Regions from separate parts of the Mus musculus genome. Here all the other regions are linked to region 3. A link is a contact called in public ChIA-PET, Hi-C, HiChIP or PLAC-seq and promoter capture Hi-C data. All regions are on one chromosome and are shown on one strand. Each heading gives the region's core, a stretch centred on a gene start, on an enhancer-like site or on the middle of the called end of the contact. The rest is flanking DNA. Distances are from core to core; before and after follow the strand shown.

Region 1 (2,768 bases), core at 199-2,698, 350 kb before region 3:
TCCTAAAGTCTTGGAGGATTTTCAGAATTTTACTTCTAGCCTTATGAGTTAAATGTTTGTGAAACAAGCCATTTTTGTCTAGATTTCAGTGACTCCATCTCAAAAGTGGATGAGATAGCCCATTAGATATTAGGCTGTCTTGTCAGGAAAGGCAAATCATGTGCTCCCTACTTGTCCCAGTAAGCCTTAATGTCACCTTAGCACAGCCTAGAGTCACACAAGAAAGGGATTTCAACTGAGGAATTTCCTGGATCAAAATTTACCTGTGCCCATGTCTTTGGGGGGACTGTCTTGATTGTTCATTGCTGGGCAGTACACTCCTAGGCAGCTTGTTACCTAAACTTTTTTTTTTTTTTTTTTGAGACAGGGTTTCTCTGTGTAGCCCTGGCTGTCTTGGAACTCACTCTGTAGACCAGGCTGGCCTCGAACTCAGAAATCCACCTGCCTCTGCCTCCCAAGTGCTGGGCTTAAAGGTGTGCACCACCACCACCCGGCTTACCTAAACTATTTAGGAAGGCCAGAGAAACATAAGCCTGTTTGTGAGCCAGAGAGCAGCACTTCTCCGTGGTTCCTGCTACATTTCCGTAAAAGTGACTAGGTTTCTTGGTCAGAGGTAATGCTTTATGGCTTAGCAAGCAGACCTGATTTCAAGTTCCTGCCTTGACTTCCCTCAATGATGGGTTGTAACCTGTAAAATGAAATAAATTCTTCCCCTCATGTTGCATTGATGAAGCTTATTTCCCGTCGGGGTCTCACTATGTAGTCTTGGCTGGCCTAGAACTCACAGAGATCCTCTTGCTTCTGTCTCTCAAGTACTGGAATGAAAGATATGTACTACCATTCCCAGCCCTTGACCAAAACATTTTATTACTCCAGGGATGAAAATAGAACACATATGCATGTATACACTCAACCCTAGCAAATCTCTCTTCTGTCTTCTGGAGTCTGACACTATGGCTCCATCTTATACCAAAGAAGCAAAGGCCCAGAGAGGTTAGGAACTCTTTCTCCATCAGATAGAGAATGTGAGAGCTGGTGCTAGAACCTGACTCAAGGTCACATCAAATCCCAGTCATAGGCCTTACCACACCCTTATTTAACCAGAACCTGCTCACTCTCTGGACAGAGTTACCCCAGATATTCTTGTAGGACAGTGTCACCCTTTGCAAACCAGTGAATCCCTTCCTTTCAGTACTTAACAGGGGCTTAGAAGTCATCCACCCTCTAGCAGCCTCTGTCACCCACCCTGACTATGAGACAAGCCCATACTCTGGCCCTTCTCCTTCCGTGCCTATTCTGGGGAATGAGTCTTATCTCCACATTCTCTAAGATACACAAAGCCATATTACAGGAGTGTCATCCATGGCTGCGGCAGATGAAATATAGGCCTCTTACTGCATCGTTTTACTTCTCTCCCTCCATCTCCTCCCACTGTCTTGTCTTTGATAGTTGCTGCCAGCGTTTGTTCGTCCACTGTCTGTCGGATCTGTCTCTCTCTCCCTCTTCTCTCTCCTTCTCCCTCCCTCCCGCCCTTCCTCTCTCCTTTCCTCTCTTTCTTCCTCTCCCCTCCCCTTCCTTCCACCCCCACTCCTCCATCCATCCCTCGCTCCCTCCCCCTCTTGCCGCGCCCGCCCTTCCTCCCTCCCCTCCACAGCATTGCAGCATTCGCAGACTGCAGCTCCCAGACACCGCCCGCATCCCTCCGGCCTCCGAAGCCCCAGCCGCCGCCAGCACCATGGCCAGCACCGTATCTGGTAGGGCTCGGGAGCCTAGGGGATCATGGGACCGCAGTGGGTCTTACCAGAGGCCATTGTCTAAGCAGAGGCCTCGCCTGATGCAGTAGCAAGTTACTGGCTCCGTTTTCCTGTGTCGGACCTTGTGCAAGGCGAGGCTGGGCTGGCCCTGCAAGAAGGGGGGTCCAGAGTTCTTAAGGGGTGGAAGGGGACTCAAGTGCGGAGGAGATGCTACTGGACGCGGGGTAGGAGCCGCGCCCTAGACAGGGTTGAATGAAACCGGGCTCCCCGGGGCATTACCCCTTCAGGCGCTGGGGTGCGGGGCCAAGGTGCAACTGCCGCAGAGCGGCTTTGCGGATTCTATGCCTGCGAACAAGAGTGCCTGCAGTTCGGCTAGCAGGTCCCCTAAGGCTCCAGCTACCTTGGGTTTCAGTGTCATTGAGTCTTCGTAGGGGGCTGAGGGGGAGGTGGAACCCTCCATAGAAGCCTGGACCTTGGTCCCTGAGAAATGGGGGAGGGGCGCAGGGACACAGGAGGGGACCTCTCAACCGCGCGGAGAGAGACTGGAGCCTGCGACAAGCGAGGCTTCCTCGCCTCCATTCCCCACTGTGACCGTTGTACAGGGGGACCACCCTCTGCGATGCTAGGGCCACCGGCTCCAGCCAGAAGAACCTCCGCCCTTTGCGCCACTGGGTATAAGTGGAGAGGCTACTGCATTTCCAAACCTTTCCGGGGTATGGGTGGGGTCTGCTTTCATAGGAAGCCTCCCACACCTCAGACTGCATAGAGGGTCGAACCGAGGCGGAGGAAAGGACACTAGCAGTGTACTAGGTCCCTGCATGGTTGCGGCGGCTCCACTCTTGACCTGAGAGGCTAAAGCTGGACAGCCCCGCCCAGTCCCTAGTCTCAGCAGGGTTTTTTTTTTTTTTTTTTTTTCTTCTGGGTGCCTGAGACTGCAGGACGCATGACACCCACCTCCTGACCTTGGTTTCCTCTAAGAGCCTCATGGTCTTGCTGCCTTACCTTCTCTCAGCC
Region 2 (2,864 bases), core at 34-2,533, 390 kb after region 3:
TCTGAGTCAGCCAAGTCTGCATAGCATGACACACACGGCCCAAAAATCTGGGCTTCACCTGGTTAGGTAATTTGGAAAAGAACTCAGCTAGAAGTGAAGGTGTGTCTCTCCTTGCCAGAGATAAATTGTACAATATGTAAATTACATCTCACTAAAACTGTTTAAGAAAAATAGTTTAAACAACAACAGCAGCAACAACAATAACAACAACAACATCCCATGGGCTAGTGAGATGGCCCATCTAATAGAGATCCTTGTGCACAGCCCATAACTGGAACTCCACCCCTGGATCCTAGAGCTGGCAGGAGAGGAGCAATTCTTAGGAGTTGTACTCTAGAGCTGGAGACATGGCTCAGCGGTTAAGAGCACTGACTGCTCTACCAGAAGTCCTGAGTTCAATTCCCAGCAACCACATGGTGGCTCACAATCATCTGTAATGGGTTCTGATGCCCTCTTCTGGTGTGTCTGAAGATAGCTACAGCATAGTCATATAAATAAAATAAGTAAAAAAAAAAAAAAAAGTTGTATTCTAACCTCTATATGTATTCCATGGTATATGCACACTTGCACACACACACCATAAATAATTTAAAAATTTAAAGCCCAACAATCACATTTTGTAGGAGTGAAGCTCTGTATATCTTTCAGTAGCCCTGACCTGAGTGCACGACAGTCCCAGAATTAAGTGCTTCCTTGGCATCAGAAGACAGAAATCCAGGTCCTGTCGGCCTTGCTACCTACCTGTACCTCCATTCTGTCCCTACAGTGGATCCACTCCAGAAGTGGTTGGATGATTAACTCAGACTGTCAGAATTTCAGGCAGGTGTTAGTAGCTCTACATGGGATTGGATAGGGCCAAGGGCTGGGCACAGCAGCCTTAAGAACATGGTTGCTTCTGGGCCTGAGTCACCCCAGTCAGCTGTGCCATGGGTCCTACCCTGCCACCCATCCAGGTTTCATTACTTACCCATTCCTCAGCCATTGCCAGGCATCAGAATCCCTTTTCTGACTGATGCCTCTCAGACTAAGATGTTGAGAACCTTTGTTCTCCTTTGTGCTATGGGGCCACTGTAGCTCTGAACTCTTGGGTCTTGATAAGGATCACTTGCTGGCTGCCACAAGCCTTGAATCCAGTCCTGACACTCCACTTGCCCCTCATTCAGGCCTGTAACCAGACAATGCTCACAGCAGGGAACCATGGAGGGTGCTGGCTCTGACCTGTCTCATTGTCTGGGACAGCTCAGAGCTCAGAGCCAGACAGCAGTCTGTGGCCAGGCTTCAGCTTTCCCACTGTGAAAGCGTAGCTGGTGGAAAAGTTCCCACAATGCCACAGGGGAGGTGTGGCCCAATAAAGCTTCATAAGGGGGTGTGGGGTCACTGCTATCATGTGGATATGATGCAGCTGGGAGTTATGATCTCACAGGGGCGGTGCCCTTGCCTCTGCTTGGTTGGCATGCAGAACTTGGCTTAGTTACTGTACGGCTGGGTGAAGCATAATCTACCATCTGGGACATGTCATAAAGCAAGTTCCCAACCTAAGAGCTGCCACATATTAAGTGCCCAGGAGCTGATTGATAATATCCTGGTTATTCTCTGAATATCTAAGGCATGGTAGACTCTGCTGCTGACTGCTTCTGGTTCCGGTCCACCTTAGTCTCACCCCTACCAGGTAGGATACTCCTTCAATTTGGAGTGCGTCCTTCTTCAGGGAGCTTCCCTATGTAACCCTCAACCTCATCTATCCTAGCTGGTCCTCTCTGGTTTGTGCGATCTCTGTACTCAGACCACATCCTACCAGCCATGACATTTGCAAACATCCGTCTGTTACTTCAGAACGCGTGACTGGCAATATAGACTTGATGCCTATAGACAGGTTGGATGGTTTAGGAGAGAAGGATGACTTCATTCTTTCTCTCCACGAAGCCACAGCAGGTCTCTGCAGAACTCTCTGTTAGGTAGTAGGAAGTAGCTGAGCATCAAGGTCAGCAGCTAAGACCCCGCCTACTATCCCACGCTAACTTCTTATTTTCATGAACATGTAGGCTCTCTAGTCCAAAAGCATGAATTAAGAGGAAGCTGTGCTTGTTCGTTTTGTAGCGCTCCTGTGATTATCACTCTCTAACAAGGAGCTGTAGAGAAACCATTAGCCCATGATCATGTGTGTGATCCCGTAGCTTCAAAGTGAATTCACACCTGTTGGGAGCTGAGAGGTTCCTTCAAACCTGATAGAAGGATTTCTTTGGTCTGGAGCAGGTGTCTGTGTGGCACACCACCAACTTTCTGTAGAAATGGCTGGTGAAGTTTGCCCAGATTTGTCTTCTCCGTGAGGTCTTCAGGTGGTTCCAGGTGGCCAGGATATAATCAGCTTTGTAGCAAGACTCCTTACTTCCCAGATACAAAGTAGACAATGATATATATCTACTAGCCAACTGGTCAAGTCCTTTCTCATTTGTTGCGACTCCTGCTGCTTAAGTCTTTTATACAAGATAGATACAAGTGCTGGGATTCTTGATCCTAGTGTGAAGGGTTCAGACTGGGCTCAGGTGAGAAATAAAGGCCATAGAAATGCTCTCCTTCATTTAATGAATATACAAGCCTAATAGTTTATACACCAGTCTAGTTTACTTTGACCAGTGTGAACTATTCCCCAGACCATGTCTAGGTCTCAACCAACTGTTATTTCTTATTCAAGGTCTTATGTATCCCAGGTTGGCCTCAAACTCATTCTGTGGCCAAAGATTACCTTGAACTTCAGTCCCCATTCCTCTACCTCCTAAGTGCTAGGGTAGCAGATATCTGCTGGTATATATCCTGGGGATTGAACCCAGGGCTTCATACATGCCAGGGAAGAACCCTACCAACTG
Region 3 (3,034 bases), core at 467-2,966:
AAACTCACAGAGATCTGCCTGCCTCTGCCTCCCAAGTGCTGGGATCAAAGGTGGTGCCACCATGCCTGACTTGGTTTGGATTTAAGAAACTCTTCCTGTGTGGTAAACTTTGGATATTGGAGAGAAGTTAGGGTTTGGTCTGGGGTTTTTTGTTTTTTCAAGACAGGGTTTTTCTGTGTAGCCCTGGCTGTCCTGGAACTCACTCTGTAGACCAGGCTAGCCTCGAACTCAGAAATCTGCCTGCCTCTGCCTCCCAAGTGCGGGGAACAAAGGCATGCTCCACCACTTACTTCCCTGCTCAAATTAATCATCTTAAATGTTGCTTAATAACATGAAAATAAGTATCTCTCAGTTTAACCAGCCTAAAGAAGGCCTCAAGAATCCTTTTTTTTTTTTTTTTAAGATTTCTTTCTTGGGTGGGCTCACAAGTGCATGCCTAGAAGCCTAGAAGGTGGGAGCTGAGTATCTCCTTCCTCCAAGTGAGTACCAGGATCAAACTCAGGTAGTCAGGCTTTGTGGCAAGCACCCCTACCTGGTATCCATATCACCCACCCTTAAGAATTCTTAATAGCTGAAATGAAAAAAAAAACAACAAAATACTCTTCCTTCAGGCAGACATACCTAGTAGATAATGAAGCAAATAAGGATTTCAAACTTTAGTGAGCTACATGTCACACTAGAGAACATTTGCTTCTTAAATGGGACGTGATGTACATCTGAGGTCAAAGGGGACATCTAGGGACATAGCTTGGCCCTAAGGCTACACAGTATGGGTGACCAAAAACCGTTCAGAGAACACAAAGAACCCATGTCTAAGTTATGCTTCTTCACTCTGAAGAACAGACGATATCAGATCATCACCTCGTCCAGAACTATAGTTAGGGCTTCAATGCTCTAAACATTGCACAGCTATGGAACAGTGTATATTACTTCTGACTTGTGGGTGCCTTAAGAGTGCAAATACAGTATATTCTATTGCCAGGTACAATTGAGAAAAAGTTTAGAAGCTTGATCCTGTGGGGGTCTGTTGTTGAGATGTTTTGTTTTTCCTCCTTCCGCAGAGGACTCACTTCAGAGACCAAGAAGGGAAAAATCAAACAAACTGAGGTTAGAAAACCTGGCTTACCGGCACCTCTGGACAGAATCTTCTTTCGAAGTGAAGGGCTGAGGCCCTTTCCCGACAAAGTGGGCAGTGCAGAACCAGTCTGCGTCCAAGACTGCTCGGGACCAGAGCGCTGAGGGGCCACGTAGGTCCCTGCAACCGCTAGGCTGAAGGGCGGTAAAGCTCACAGGCCGGGAGGCAGGGGAGGGGGGGTCTGGACGGCCGCACACTGGGATCCTGGAGTTTGGGGTCCGAGGAACAAAAACGTCACGGGTCGAAGGACTGGAGAACCCGGGGCCAGGAAGCTGGGAAATGGGAGGTACGCGGGAGGCACCGGGGAGTAAGTCAGGGCTGAAGACCGGGGGCGTCGGACAGTCACGGTATTGGGGGACCAGGGGCCTAGGGCTGCAGAATCGAGGATTACAGGGCCAGGAACTGGGTGATCTGAGAGCCGGAAGGGCAAGGAACTGAGGGTCCGCGGATGCCCGGTGTCCTGGCCGCAAACTCACCTGCTGCCCCCAGGAGGTCGGGTCCGGCCGAGGTGCCAAGCTGGACTAGGCGCTCAGATCCCCCCACCAGCCGCCAGCAGCTTCCGGCTACGTCGCGCTTTGCAAGGGCTCATGGGAGGCCTCCGAGGCGGTACTTCCGCCTCTGTGCGCGAGCCCGAGGCGAGGCTTCTTTTCCGGTCTGTCTAAACCTTCGGCTGAGCGCCAGGTTTGCAGGGTTGCCTCTGCGTGGGCAGTGCGGCAGGGCAGCGCAGATGGATCCGGGCTGCGCTATCTCCAGCGGGATTCTAGGGCGTCCACGGTCTCGACCAAGCCCGGGAACAAGGGACTTCCCGTGGCTTCTGTCAACTCGAACTCCGACCCGTGGTTTAAAATAGACTTGGGCAAGCAGTTCTGGTCAAATCAATGTATTTAGTAGCCGGCGGGTTTTAGTTTTGTGTTCACTTTGGGCCGCCCTGTGTCACTAATTCCTTCCTCATTGGCCTTTTGACGGTTTTGCTTGGGCTTTTTATTTTTATTTACTTGTTTGTTTATTTATTTTTTAAGAGACTGGGTTTCTCTGTGTAGCCCTGGCTGCCCTGGAGCTAGCTGGCTTCCAACTCTAAGATCCGCCTGCTTCTGCCCCCCCGAGTGGATCAAAAGATGTGAGCCATCGCCGCCCGGCTCGTTTGACTTTCAAATTGGCCAAAAGTCAATGTTTTATTGAGGTCAAATCAAACGTACCTGCATCGAAACTTACCGTGAGGCATTTTATCAAATTCAGATCCATACAGTTGGGACCTCAAGGGACAGTGGATCCCTTTCTCCATCCACTGTTGGAGTTTCTTTCACAGGTTTAGAGCTTTGTGTAAAGAGAGAAACAAAAAACGTAGCCTTAAGTCACTTAACCACAGCCTGATATTGTTATTTGAGATAGACTTTCACATCATAGCCTAATTTAGCCTGGAACTCGATTCAGCCTCCTGAGTTCTGGAATTATAGACACCCCACCTAGCTTCATAACATGGCATTTCTGTTTTTGTGAGAAAGGCTCTTATGTATACCAGGATGTTCCAGAACTCATACCTGCCCTCTGCAGGCTAACGTAGTGGCCAAATGCAGGGGACAGGAAGCTTACTAAGAACATAAGTGGCAAATTCCTTAATTGCAGCACTGGGGAGGCAGACAGGTCTCTGACTTCCAGGCCAGCCTGGTCTACAGAGTGAGTGCCAGGCCAACCTGGGCTATACAAAGAAATCCTACCTTTACAAACAAAAGAACAAAATCTAAGCCAGATATAATGGCTCAACCTTCCACCTCCTATAAACTTAAACACATACACATAACCATGTGAAGCCCAGGGCATAAGAAAATGGTGGCTGGAACCTCCGGTAAGGGTTCTGTGATTCTACTTTTATCATGAGGATGTGTTAATGGCCTCACCACC
Region 4 (2,850 bases), core at 256-2,755, 410 kb before region 3:
AGCCAGCCCTACACTTATGGTTTCCCAGGAACTCACCTATGCTGGAGCGTGGGCCTCGGTGCAGCTCATGCAGTCTGGTGTCAGACTTGCTGAGGGAGCAGAGGTGGGTCTGTCTCAGCAGTGGCTAGGGAGCAAGGAAGGCTGGTTGATTCCCTGCTGTCTTCACCCTGGCCCCTGGGACAGTCTGGCACTCACCATTTCCACTGGTACCAAACTGTCCTGCAGCCCAGTTTGCTGCCTCTGAGCTCTCTTCCTGGGGGCAAGAGTGTTGTTAGTCTAGTAGGCAGAGGAAGGTGCACAGGTAGTCAGATGCTGGCCCAGGCTCAGTGTGGAAGCACATATAGAGCCGTCATATGGACTTCTCTATCGTGACTTCTGGCTCTGAACCATGCAGGGTGAGGGCAGACAGAATCCCAGGCACATACCTGTGGCAGGCTGTGCACAGTGCCCATAGCCAAAGGAGCAGGGAGAAGCAGCCCAGGACCCAGAGAGCTAGTGGGGCTGAAGGCACTGGTGGCCTCATCCTGTGAAACAGGGAAGAGAGCCCTGGGGACAGAAGAGATGAGCACTGGGGGCTGGCTGCGAGAGCAGTGTACAGCTGCAGCCTACTTGCAGATCTTGCCCACTAGTGGGTTCCTTCTCCCTGGTTGACTCAGCACACCGGAAACCCCCAAGCCTTGCATTTTTGCCGTGCTCTAGGGGGACCCACCTTTCCCTCTCTAGCTAGGGTTCCTGGTAAGAAGTGCTCTGCCTATCCCTGTTAGTTATCAGGAATGGAGATGGAGATAGAGGAGCATGGCCAGGGTAGCTATGACCTCAACTGAACAAGGGTGTATAACTGGAGCTCAAGCCCATCACCTGGGGAATCTCTGACTTCACTCTGACTCTGAGCCACAGACCACAGGTCTCACCTCCGGCCACCAATGCCCACAGAGTGACCCCTGTGTCAGGCAATCTTCCTAGACTACTCACTACAGAAAGGGTGGGTGGGGGAGGTGTGTGTCAATGAACAGGAGGAGCTGCTATGAGGGCCACGTACTCCCACCCTACTCCACACTTCCCGGGGCTCTGGGGCTTCCCTGGAGTTACCCTTTGCAGAGCTGATTAGGGTCTCACCCAGACGTTAAAGGTAAGTAAAATTGGGGTGAACAACAGCCTTCTGAGGTGAGGGCCTGTCTGTTCAGGCTTGGAGTGTAGGCTTCTTTCACTGAGTGGGCCCAAGCTGACTAACCTGGCTACAGCCAAGTTATCAATGGCCTAACCAGGCAGGGACTAACCCTCCCAGACCCCAGAGCATGGAGAGGCTTGGGGGCTGGCCCAGGATAAAGGGTGAGGGAGCACTTACCGAGGCCACCGGGGATTTGCTGCTTGGCCCTGTCTAGGACAGCCAGGAAGATCTTTGTGGGCTGCTGGTGACGCCTCACCTCACTTCCTGTGTTTCTCAGAGCACCTCCCAGCAGCCACACAGCTCTTGCGCAGTTGCTCCCACAGTCTCTGCTCTCCTCACACCTCATCATGGCTAATGCTATCACTAGGCAATTACCACAAAGACCAGCACAGTCCCCTCCACCCCAATGAGGCAGATACCCATTAATGAGGTGAACAAAGCAGGTGAACTGGATGGATTATCGTGGCAGCCAAAAACCAGAAATGAACCCCAAACCCACCCAAGCCAGGTCTGCCTGCTTTTCTCACTGACTGTATTCCTAAGGTGTTTCCATCTCACACACCCTACCTGCTTGTGAGTACTGGGACTGAAGAGCCACCTTAGGTTCTTACCCACTTGGTCAGAGAAGGGAAAAGGGAGAATGTTTTTCTCTTGGACTCTTGGACCCTAGACAGAGGCAGTGGCCTCATTTGGTACTCCCACTGCCCACCTGTCTACTCCCAGGACCTACACAGATCCCTGTGTCCCCAGAAATCCTGAAGCCAGCTGAGTCTCCACTGAGAGAATTGTGATGAAATCACTTTAATGTCCTAAGGAGACACCCCAAGACACTGGTAGGTGGGCTTGGTGGGCAGATAAGTGTTCAAAATCAGCCCTGATGTCCCACCTCTACTCAGCAGTGTTCACACTCTAGGCTGACAAGGCTAATTAAGGGGCATCCTAAGAAGGGGCTGGTTCCTCTTCCAGGTGCTGTTTAGGCATCAGGGTGACAGCTGTCTTTCTGCCAAGGCAGTTTGGAGCTGGGTCCCAGGGCTCTATCCACAATACAGGCAGGGCCGCTAGAACTCTGTCATCTTCCTGTGAGTGTCTGCCTTCCGCTGTTTCCTCTGTAGGTCAGCCTCCTGAGCACGCAGCTGACCCAGCTGCCGCTGGGCTCCCTCCAGCTTCTCCTGCAGATGGGCTGTCGTCATATTGTGCCTAGGGAGAGCCTGCTGGTCAGCATTGCCTCCTGGCTCCCCACTTCCAAGCCCTCAGCTGCTATAGCCAATGCCTGTCCTCTAATATCTAGACCACCTCAGACTCAGCTGCTACTCAGGTCAGGTAACCTTTAGCAGGTATCCTCTGGGCATAGCCACTGGAGCCCATACTGCCTCAGCTGGATCCCACACATACCGGCCAGTGTTCCGGGTTAGGGCCTCCTGGATGCCCCGGATGTCCCGTTGGGTCCGCTCAATCTTCTCCTCAGTCTGGAAGAGCTGCAGGCTCAAAGCCTGCTTGGCGCTCTTGCTGGCGTGATACATGTCTTTGTTCCTTCTCTCTGGGGTATCCACCCCAGCATCTGGGGTCCCAGGAACCTGGCTTTGCAGTTTTTCATTCAAAAAGTCAAACACATTCCGGGGGGGTGGGCGGCCCTCAGGTCTACTACCACTCCTCCGGCATTTTGGAGGCCTGTTGGACCCAGC
Region 5 (2,875 bases), core at 113-2,612, 320 kb before region 3:
AGACCATTTGATCTCATTAGCATTTATTTTTGCAATGACAAACTCACATAACCAAAACAAACAGCAATGACAAAGACTTCCTCATCTCCTTCAGAGTGAAAGTGCAAGTCTCTTATTTACAGTGTTAATTACGTGAAAATGTTGCTTGTTAGTTTCCCATTCTAGCTGCCACCCTGTTAACAGTGAACTCTTGTTCCCGTCCAAGCAGACATCCATTTCTACTCTAAGGATTCTAAGATGGGCAGAGCAGGGATCCTGAAGCCCTTAATTCTAGTGATCACATTCTGAGAGCTGGCTTGGCACTTAGAATTGGCTGTCTTCAGCTGCTTGAAAGCAAGGGGTGGTGGGGAAGGTAAGGGTTTTACTGCCAAGACTACAATGTCTAACAGGGTGCCCAGGCTCCACCAGGGCCAAGATAAACAAGTCTCATTTTGACAGGACCTGATGTTACCTTTGAACCACACAAGAACTGCTTGTCTTTGGCTTTCAACTGTAAGGAACTTAATAAATGTTGGTTACCTTAAATACGCGACCTTCCCTACAAGTTAGAAAAATAAAAGAAATTCTTCGGGCACCCAAGGCCCTCCATGAGACTTTTATGGCTCCAAGATACTTAAGACACTTAACTTTTTGTCTTATTTATTTATTTATTTTCAGAGCTGAGGTCCAAACCCAGGGCCTTGTGCTTGCCAGGCAAGCGCTCTACCACTGAGCTAAATCCCCAACCCCGACACTTAACTTTTAAATTTCATTTAAAACTTTAAATAATGGGCCGGGCATGGTGATACACACTTTAATCTCAGAACTCGGGGCTCTTTGAGTTCCAAGTCAGTCTGATCTACATAGCGAGTCCGTTTAAAAAAAAAAAAGTTTAAATCATGTTGGACTACCCGCTGCAATGTCAGTTGGTCAACTTCGTGAAAACACCGCTCCGCACTGAGTAGTTTGAAAAAGCAAATTCGCAATGCCTTCAATTTTAAAAAAAAGAAACACGATTCTGTCAGAAATGGTTAAGAACGTCCGCACATGAGTTTTAGGACAGTGTCACTGCAAGGCCGAGGCTGGGTTGCAAAGCACACACCTGGGATACTCGGTTCCCTAGTGGAGCCCAAACGCCAGGACTACAAACCTCGGCCTGAACCACAGAACACCTAATTGGGCAGGCACGCAGACCACACGCGCAGGCGCACAAGAGTCCTACGGGGGCAGTATCTCACCACACTGTTCGCTTCCGCGCTGGGCGCCAAATAAGTCTCCAGGCCCGCCCGGCCCGTGCGTGCGCGGCCTCGGTGTTGCGTCACTAGGAAGCGCGCGCCCGAGCCGCCGCCGCCGCCGCCGCCGCCGCCGAATCCCCAACAAGGAGCGAAGGCTGCGGCCGCCACCGCCACCACCCGCCGCCGCACCCGTCACAGCCGGGCGCCGGAGCAGGCCCGTGTGGGCCCAGGTAAGCGGCATCGGCGCGCCCGCGCACCCCCGCGGCGAGGCTTCTCGCGCCGCTCACGCGCCGCCGTCCAGTCAGGGGTCCCTGCGGAGCGTCAGGACGTTACGGCGGGGGGAGGGGAGGCCGGGGGAGGGGCGGCGGGCGCGCGAGGGCGGCGGCGGCGTCAGGCGCGGCGGCGTCAGGCTGGCGGGCGGGCGCGGGCGCCTGGCGGGAGGGCTCGCGAAGGCGGCTCGCTTCCGGCCTCCATCTTGGCCTCGCCAGAGGCAGGGTCGGGTCGTCCGTGAAAGCCGAGGCGGAAGGGGCTGGAGGAGTGGGGAGCGGTTAGGCGGGAGTGGTGGTGTTTGGGACCCATCGGTGGGCACCAGATGGGTCGGGTTCCTGAGGGCGGGTGGAAAGATTGGGAACGACTCATGGGTGGGACCCGTATTGCTGAACCCCTGGCTTGGAACTGAATCTAGAGGCCAGGATCATCAGGATAGGTACTTGATATCAGTGGAACCATGTCAGGGTGGACCTGTCAGATGGGAACCACGTTGATGGGGACCCATTTGTAGAACTGTGTGGTTGGAGGGAATTATTTTGAGTGGATAATCTTATTGCTGGGAACCGAATCGGTTGGCCCAGTTTTAGTCACGATTGGTGACATTTTTAGGTATTTAGTTGGTTACTTCACTGCTGAGCCAATGTTCTCTGTCTTGAAAACATTTCAAACCCAACAGTTTCAAATTATCATTCTTAATAAGTTAAAATTAAATCGATAATATGACTACCTGTCTAGTTTGTTTCTTCATAGGAAATATGGAAAGCTTTCTGGGAAGACATCCTGGAGTACACATACATACATACCATTTGGATATAAAATGGAGAGTGCCAAGAACAAACATGTCAGTGTATGTGCGTATGTGACTGAGAAAAACAAACCTAGGCCATAGATTAACCCACTTTGTGACCTACCTGAAAAGATATTTAGGTGTCCCTTCTGTGCCAGGAGACCAACTCATGGAATGGGCCTGCCTTATGGTAAGGTTTACTAGTCCCTACATTTCATCTTCCCTCCTCCCTGCCTTCCTAGACAGTCTTAGTATCTAGACTGAGGCCATAATCCGAGCATGTGGGAAACAGATGCAGATGTTGTTGAAGGTCAGCCTGGTCTACAGAATGAGTTCCAAGACATACAGAATGACAAAAGGAGAGAGGGGAAAAAATATTTAAGACTGACCTGGAACTAACCTAGGACTTTATTTATTTATTTATTTAGAGACAGGGTTTCTCTGTATAGCCCTGGCTGTCCTGGAACTCACTTTGTAGATGAGGCTGTAGATGATGAGAAATCTACCTGCCTCTGGGTAGGACTCATTCTTAATAGCTTGTGATTATTTTGGAAAATGGCCCCTAGTTTCTTCTTGCTTCTTTTTCTTTGTGAAGGTTTCCATG
Region 6 (3,085 bases), core at 512-3,011, 270 kb before region 3:
TGGCATTCCAGACTGCGCTACCTCCGTCCCCTTCCCCCTTCCCCCTCCCCCTCCCCCTCCCCTCCCCCCTCCCCCTCCCCTCCCCCCTCCCCCTGTGTATTCGTGCACACTTGTGAGCTCTGCACTCATGAGTTCTGCACTGCTCTAGTATTTCTTGGTATTCTAAAAACACTCTGGTTGAGATAGCTCTCTCTGCTAGTAAAAATTCTAAAAGCTGTCTGGATAGCAGCTATATCCAGTAGCTAGCTCCCTGAAAACAAAACACCTAGTCAGGTCTAAGGGGATCTCTCTCTCTCTCTCTCTCTCTCTCTCTCTGTGTGTGTGTGTGTGTGTGTGTGTGTGTTGAGGAAAGACCAGAAAAGCTGCTATATTAAAAAAGAAAATAAAATTTGGATCTTCAGACCAAGTCAGAAATCCTGTTAAGAAAAACCTCTTGAAGAGCTCTTTTTGCTCTCCAGAGATCTCCAGGTAGCTTAACCATCACTAGAGAAAATTCCAAAGAACTGCTATTCCATTCTGCTAGCTCATCTCATGCAGACCAAAAGCCCAGTTTTTAAATTTCCATATCAATTCACTTATTTATTCCAGGTGCTCTTTTGATTATCCTATTAATCAGCGTCCTGTGACCCCAACCTTTTGATTCAGAGACAGCAAACATACATTTTCTCTTAACATTGCAAAAGAATTCAGAGATCTGTCTGCCTTAGTTAAGCCTAGATGACATGCTAGTTTGTTGGGACCCTGCCCTGAAATTATTTCCACCATGCACCGTTTCCATCACGCCTGAGTCTAACCTTGCTCTGTCCTAGGCTGACCTTAAACTCAGGAACCTGCATGCCTTATGCTTTTGTATCTTTGCGACAAGTTGGCTCATTGTGTACCTGTCTCTGTTCCTTTAAATTCATGAAACCCCTCATAATTCATATCGCATCCTTATATTTTTGGATAGTTAAGAAATTATATATTTTCAAATTCCCGTATTTAGAGCTCTTTCCCATAGCCTCAAGGGCTGTCCTGAGGGTTCCAGTGTTTACCATTTTGCAGAGACATAGCCACATCCTCGACTCCTGGACTCTGCTGTTTCTAATTCTCCTGGAGTCATTAATGTTAACAGAGAGGACATTCCTCGAAGGAATGTGAAATATGTACATTATTATACAAACTTGCCTTATGCCCACAGCAGCCATTTGACACTCCTGGAGGCTCACACCAGGACCCTATTCCAAGGGTAGGAACCATGTCACTCTGTCCCCACGGGGGCCATGCCAGGCACAGCATTGACTAAAATTATTAGCGCTTCAAGGAAGAAGTCTAGTGCCTTTTAGGAACAGGTCCTGCCCCAGCATAGAGTTCTCTGTTCCTTGCCTGTCTGGCCCTGCTCCCAAGGACCCTAGCCTTTGGCTATAGCACCCAGAGTAAATTTCCCAAGGCTCTATAGGCAAAGGCTCTCCCACTCCCAAATAGGGGCTTTTTTTTTTTTTTTTTTAATCCTAAAGCCATCTACCCTGGGGCTCATCTTACGGTTCCCACACAAGAGAGTACAGACGTCTAAGTATGAGTAGGGGGAGGGACCGGGAAAGGGCCAGGTTAAATCCTGCTGTGTTGACCTCAAGGGGACTGTGGAGGTGGGGAGTGGGGGAAATCTTCCTAGGGCCAGGGAGCTCCGCCAGGTCTGGGAGGGAGGCTATCACTTGAGGGCGGGGCAGGGGCGGGGCAGGGGGGGCAGTGAGGTAATTTCCGTGCTCTGTCGTCAGAGTTCTGAGTCGCCCCAGGGGCAGAAACGAAACTGATCGCTACTCTTAAGTCGATGCTGGTGCACTGGGTGAGTATGGGGTGGTGGCTGGGGACTGGAGGGGCCACCTAGAGAGGTGTGAAGACCACCCCTTTGCCTGCAAATGGGCAAGATCAGTGGCCTCAGACAGACCCTAGCATCGGACAACTCCATGGACCCCTCTTCCTGCTTCTCCAGCTGCCGGGTATGGGGTTCTAGCTCTGACGACTTAGAAAACTCCACAGAGGAGTGCAGGGAGGGACTGCAGGCTTTGCCTGTTGCTCATTCTTTCCATTTAAAACATAATCTTTGTACCTCAACGATTGCCTTGAAAGTTTAGAGGGCTAGGGTATAGGTCAGTAATAGATTATTTGCTTGGCATGTATGAGTGAGAGAGAGAGAGAGAGAGAGAGAGAGAGAGAGAGAGAGAGAGAGAGAGAGATATGACCTGACTAGGTGTTTCAGGGAGCTAGCTGTTCTCTCGCCCATCCTTGCTGGGTGGTGGTACTAACTAAGACTCTGGGCTCTGGGCATTGCCTCTCCTTCTGGCATCTCTATGGGAGCTCTGAGGAGGGCTATCCAACCTGGGTAGAGCGGAATTTCTACAAGGCTGTGTCCTCCCCTTCAGAGGCTCCTGTTGCCAAGTCCAGGTGGGCTATAGTAGTCCCAGCAGTCAACTAGCAGGTCTCAAGAAAGGGGGTACTCTCTTCAGACGGCCAGGAGCCCCAGAGTTACCAGATGGAGGATTCTGAGGCCTCCCAACTCTTTTTTTTTTCCAGCAGCCACTTGGGCAGGACTTGGAGAGGCCTTTCAGGAGGAAAGGTTGAGTTAGAGTTCCCCCAACAAGCCAAGACTGGGCAGAAGTCTCTGTCCTACACCCGACAGAGGTGTAGGTCCTTCTTGACCTTGGGCTGACTTGCTTCTCTTGTCCTATCACCTCTCCAGGGCTGACGGTTTCAGTACAGCAGCTGCCCAGAAGCCTGGCTCACAATCCTGAAGGACCTGGCCTTTGTCCGAGATGGCATCCGTGGGTTGCAGTCTGAGGTCGGCCAGCACATCCGCCACCAACGGGCCATCCTTAGCCGGACTCTGTGCTAAGGTAGACCTTTACCTGGGCTGCTCCCGCTGCACCCAGTGCCTCAATGAGAGTACCTACATTCTGCGTGAGGTAGAGCACACCTGCCCCAGGGAGATCTTGCTGGCCCGCTTCAAGCAAGCAGCAGAGAGCAAGATCTGGCGTAAGGTGGGCCGCAGGCCTAGCTTCCCAACGCCTATGCGCTATCAAGTCTGTCACTACTATAGGCCAGGGTTGGG
Region 7 (2,900 bases), core at 96-2,595, 510 kb after region 3:
GTCTCCCCTGTGTCATTTCTAGGCAAGCCAAACATCCCGGTGCCCCAGGCTGCTCCTCTGTGCAAGGGGACTTTAAAATGCTGCCTGGGACTGCTCTTATCCAAAGCCCTCTCCAAGCCAGCAAATGCCAGGCTCAGCAAACAGCGCCTGCTGTCCCCATTACCACAGCTAAGATTTATAAATAATTCGGCTAAACACCAGGTGTTCTCTTCCCTGCCGTCCACCTGCCCCAAGCTGCTTTAACAACAGCTGACTAGACAGCTACCTTGGTTTACTAAACTACAAAACAAAACAAAACAAAACAAACAAACAAACAAAAAACACTGCCCTGAAGTTGGGATAGTTCCATCACAAATGGGCAGTTTCAACACCTTGGGACAGAAACACCCCAAGGCCATGTCTGGGGGAGGCCAGCAATCCTCATCACGCTAAACTCAAGCCACTGCGCCTGGGGCCCCAAGCTATAAGGTGCGACTATGTGTCTCTATCTCATTTTTCCTACAGATGCTCACCTCTCCTGTGAAGGAGGTACCCTGCCTTGAGTTCCCGGGTTTGGAGCTAAGCGTGCCAATCAGGCAGCAAAGCGACCCGAACTCTCGTTGGCGTACACACGCGTCCGGGGGCATCGGAGAGCTGCGTGAAGGTACCGGGCCTCAGGGACCCGGGCATCCGCGCTCCTCGTAGGGACAAAGCCCGCCACTAGTGAGCAACTTCCGTGCTCCACGTTTCCCTCGGTCTTAGCAACAACCACCACAGCCACTGGATCTGTCGCTGAACAGACCCGCAGAGGCTCGCACCTGCGTATACTAGCAAACCTTTAACCTGGGCCGACAGCTCTAGCGGTCCCCCCCCCCCCCTCACGCTTTCCTGCGCCCCAAGTCCACTCCCATCTTCCCTCTCGCTCTAGCGCAGCGGCTCTGCCTTCCCCCACCCCACTGCAGACTTGCAGCTTCCCTCATGTGCAGTGAGAAGGGGTGAATTCTGCATCCGGCTCCCTTGAGCCCACTCTGTCCCCGCATTGGTTCCCCGGGATGTGTCTTCAGACAACGCACCCGGGGCTCCGCCGCGCTTTAGTCCAGCCTCCGCAAACACCTGCCGCGCTCCTGACGTCAGCAGGTCGGAGTCTGGCATACCTAGGAGGCATCTAGTACGGAGCCAGACCCTGTCCCCATCCTGGTCCGAGACCTCAAAGCAGTCCAGATCCCAGAGCACTCACCTTCCCACGAACCCGGCTGCCGCGCTGCGCCCTGCGCTCTGGACTACGCGCGCAGCCCACTCCCGCTTCATTCATCGCCCAAGCCGCTCCCGCAGGGATGGGGGTAGTGGCCTCACCACCGCCACCAATGGCAGCGAGGCTCGGGCGGGCCGGGGCCAGAGGTGACAGTAGCGAGGGCGCGCCGGGGCGGGGCCGAGCGGAGGGGCGGAACTTGGGCGGGTCAGGGACAGCACAGAGAGCGGGACTTAGCTAGTGCTTTGCACGCGGTGATTTCTTTCTGTTGGGGGACACTCTGGAGGTTGCAGGCTAGGAAAATATGGCTCAAGTCTCACTGCGTCGTAGATGCCACCTGCTCAAGCGTGGAACCGAGGCGTTGGAGGGCGCGAGTAGCGATCCCCTCAGGCGTGGGGTACAGCTCCAGCCCGGCAAAGGGATCTCTCCACTCTCTGCTCAGGTCAACCAGTGAGTTCAGTGCAACGGGGCGCTGGGCCAAACCACACCCTCACCGGAGGAGCCCACAGGGTTCCAGTTCCGGGTACTCTTGACCTGAGATGGAGAGAGAATATACCAGTCACCTTCAAATTGAGGCGTTCTCTGCTGTGCGACCTTGAACATATTTCTGAACCCCTCTGGGCCAGTTTTCGCATCTGTAAAACTAAGATAATTAGCCATACGAGTGTGATGGCTACTGCTTGTAAGCCTGTGGGTATTCGGAAGGCTGGGGCAGAAGAAGGGTCCCACTTTCATAGTTCTAGGCCAGCCTGGGCTACAAAAGAAACCCAGTCTCAGAAAATCAAGCAAACAACCTTTTTTATTTTTTATTTTTCTTTTTTTTTTTAATTTTATGATTCCAACACATCACTGAAGGAAATGGAAAACAGTAGCTGGTCTGAATTTAGCCAAGTAACAGCCGACAGCCACTAGCCATTAACATCATACCACTGACAATCAACAGCCGATGGCAGAAACTCTCCATATATGTCTCCCTTTGGGGTGTATTACATTTAATTGAAAATACATGTGAGCCAGGTGTGGCGATGTTCACCGATAATCCTATACATACATGGGGCTGATGCAGGAGAATCTTTAGTGGGAGAGCCACACTGGGCTACCTAATAAAATCCTGTCTGGATTTAAAAATAAAAATAAAACAAAACAAAACCAAGAACAACAACCAAAGCAAAACAATAGAAACAAAATAACCTTCCCCAACTCTCCAAGGCATCCAGAGTTTATAATCTGGACAGGGGAAGTAAAGGCAGAAGGAATCAGAGTCTGTGATCAGCTTGGGCTACACAAAAGTAAAGTTAGTGTGGACCCTGCTGTCAGCTCATGAGGACATCACTAGTCACAGGGTGCCTGGGGACAGACCCTCCATGCAGCCTCGGGAGCTAAGGCAGGGCTCTTCCTTTATGTCTAGAGAAGAGACTGGCTGCTGAGCTTAGTTCTTCCAGCCTGACTTGTTATTTATCAGCATGTCTTCCCGGAGTGGGTGTGGCCGGAACCTACTCATGTTCTATCCTGGGAACCTCTGGTGATGACTTCAGGGTCTAGGGTCTACTTGTCAACATGTGAGTCTCTGCTCCAAAAAAAGCTGAGCTTCACTTCCACTGCCCCAGGTGTTGACCTCCATACCTGAGGCTGCCTCTGCTCAGAGAAGACATCAGGAAGAATAGACAGCCAG

The links. A called contact is a pair of places that touch in the nucleus more often than the background predicts. ChIA-PET counts read pairs in DNA pulled down with a chosen protein or histone mark. HiChIP or PLAC-seq counts read pairs in DNA pulled down with a chosen protein or histone mark. Capture Hi-C pulls out chosen DNA fragments and counts their contacts.
Region 1: a contact with region 3 is called in a promoter capture Hi-C map of adipose tissue. The contact joins the promoter of Stmn3 here to the promoter of Arfgap1 in region 3. A contact is called at or near these places in 5 of 39 promoter capture datasets (cranial neural crest, embryonic stem cells, liver and 1 more), 1 of 484 Hi-C or Micro-C datasets (uterus), 6 of 115 datasets of contacts at active chromatin or transcription factors (bone marrow-derived macrophages, embryonic stem cells, microglia and 2 more) and 2 of 9 other capture datasets (adipose tissue and macrophages).
Region 2: an H3K27ac HiChIP or PLAC-seq map of microglia shows a contact between it and region 3, with 6 times the contacts expected there. The contact joins the promoter of Mrgbp here to the promoter of Arfgap1 in region 3. A contact is called at or near these places in 14 of 39 promoter capture datasets (the 3T3-L1 cell line, cranial neural crest, embryonic stem cells and 9 more), 1 of 15 datasets of contacts at CTCF or cohesin (the NIH/3T3 cell line), 19 of 484 Hi-C or Micro-C datasets (CD4 T cells, CD8 T cells, the G1E-ER4 cell line and 12 more), 11 of 115 datasets of contacts at active chromatin or transcription factors (bone marrow-derived macrophages, effector CD8 T cells, embryonic stem cells and 5 more) and 3 of 9 other capture datasets (adipose tissue, liver and pancreatic islet).
Region 4: an RNA polymerase II ChIA-PET map of memory CD8 T cells shows a contact between it and region 3, with 12 read pairs. The contact joins the promoter of Lime1 here to the promoter of Arfgap1 in region 3. A contact is called at or near these places in 5 of 39 promoter capture datasets (the SN4741 cell line, embryonic stem cells, liver and 2 more), 2 of 484 Hi-C or Micro-C datasets (CD4 T cells and uterus), 4 of 115 datasets of contacts at active chromatin or transcription factors (bone marrow-derived macrophages, effector CD8 T cells, large pre-B cells and 1 more) and 2 of 9 other capture datasets (macrophages and pancreatic islet).
Region 5: a contact with region 3 is called in an H3K27ac HiChIP or PLAC-seq map of regulatory T cell precursor, with 5 times the contacts expected there. The contact joins the promoter of Gmeb2 here to the promoter of Arfgap1 in region 3. A contact is called at or near these places in 6 of 39 promoter capture datasets (cranial neural crest, erythroid cells, hippocampal neurons and 2 more), 5 of 484 Hi-C or Micro-C datasets (CD8 T cells, Th1 cells, muscle stem cells and 2 more), 9 of 115 datasets of contacts at active chromatin or transcription factors (acute myeloid leukemia, astrocytes, effector CD8 T cells and 4 more) and 1 of 9 other capture datasets (adipose tissue).
Region 6: a contact with region 3 is called in a promoter capture Hi-C map of adipose tissue. The contact joins the promoter of Helz2 here to the promoter of Arfgap1 in region 3. A contact is called at or near these places in 3 of 39 promoter capture datasets (the 3T3-L1 cell line and liver), 1 of 484 Hi-C or Micro-C datasets (CD4 T cells), 8 of 115 datasets of contacts at active chromatin or transcription factors (the SCID.adh cell line, bone marrow-derived dendritic cells, effector CD8 T cells and 4 more) and 2 of 9 other capture datasets (adipose tissue and liver).
Region 7: a Hi-C map of double positive thymocytes shows a contact between it and region 3, with 7 times the contacts expected there. The contact joins the promoter of Slco4a1 here to the promoter of Arfgap1 in region 3. A contact is called at or near these places in 3 of 39 promoter capture datasets (cranial neural crest, embryonic stem cells and pre-B cells), 3 of 484 Hi-C or Micro-C datasets (double positive thymocytes and embryonic stem cells), 11 of 115 datasets of contacts at active chromatin or transcription factors (CD8 T cells, bone marrow-derived macrophages, embryonic stem cells and 5 more) and 2 of 9 other capture datasets (embryonic stem cells and liver).

Annotation. Positions count from the first base shown.
Region 1 is chr2:181,313,180-181,315,947 of GRCm38.p6, reverse strand. It overlaps Stmn3 (stathmin-like 3), which reads left to right and starts at 1,448. Exons shown (of 5, transcript NM_009133.3): 1 at 1,448-1,754. The coding sequence starts at 1,736.
Region 2 is chr2:180,579,641-180,582,504 of GRCm38.p6, reverse strand. It overlaps Mrgbp (MRG/MORF4L binding protein), which reads right to left and starts at 1,283. Exons shown (of 6, transcript NM_028479.2): 1 at 968-1,283. Gm30144 (a long non-coding RNA gene) reads left to right here and starts at 637. Exons shown (of 5, transcript XR_001783605.2): 1 at 637-1,669.
Region 3 is chr2:180,965,907-180,968,940 of GRCm38.p6, reverse strand. It overlaps Arfgap1 (ADP-ribosylation factor GTPase activating protein 1), which reads right to left and starts at 1,716. Exons shown (of 14, transcript NM_145760.3): 1 at 1,612-1,716; 2 at 1,127-1,339.
Region 4 is chr2:181,379,890-181,382,739 of GRCm38.p6, reverse strand. It overlaps Lime1 (Lck interacting transmembrane adaptor 1), which reads right to left and starts at 1,505. Exons shown (of 5, transcript NM_023684.2): 1 at 426-1,505; 2 at 196-253; 3 at 37-124. The coding sequence starts at 523. Zgpat (zinc finger, CCCH-type with G patch domain) reads right to left here. Exons shown (of 6, transcript NM_001048148.1): 5 at 2,561-2,850; 6 at 1,947-2,365. The coding sequence ends at 2,227. It also overlaps a transcript of Zbtb46 not described here.
Region 5 is chr2:181,286,453-181,289,327 of GRCm38.p6, reverse strand. It overlaps Gmeb2 (glucocorticoid modulatory element binding protein 2), which reads left to right and starts at 1,362. Exons shown (of 10, transcript NM_198169.2): 1 at 1,362-1,444.
Region 6 is chr2:181,240,703-181,243,787 of GRCm38.p6, reverse strand. Helz2 (helicase with zinc finger 2, transcriptional coactivator) reads left to right here and starts at 1,761. Exons shown (of 19, transcript NM_183162.2): 1 at 1,761-1,822; 2 at 2,717-3,085. The coding sequence starts at 2,790.
Region 7 is chr2:180,454,690-180,457,589 of GRCm38.p6, reverse strand. Slco4a1 (solute carrier organic anion transporter family, member 4a1) reads right to left here and starts at 1,345. Exons shown (of 12, transcript NM_001355218.1): 1 at 1,217-1,345.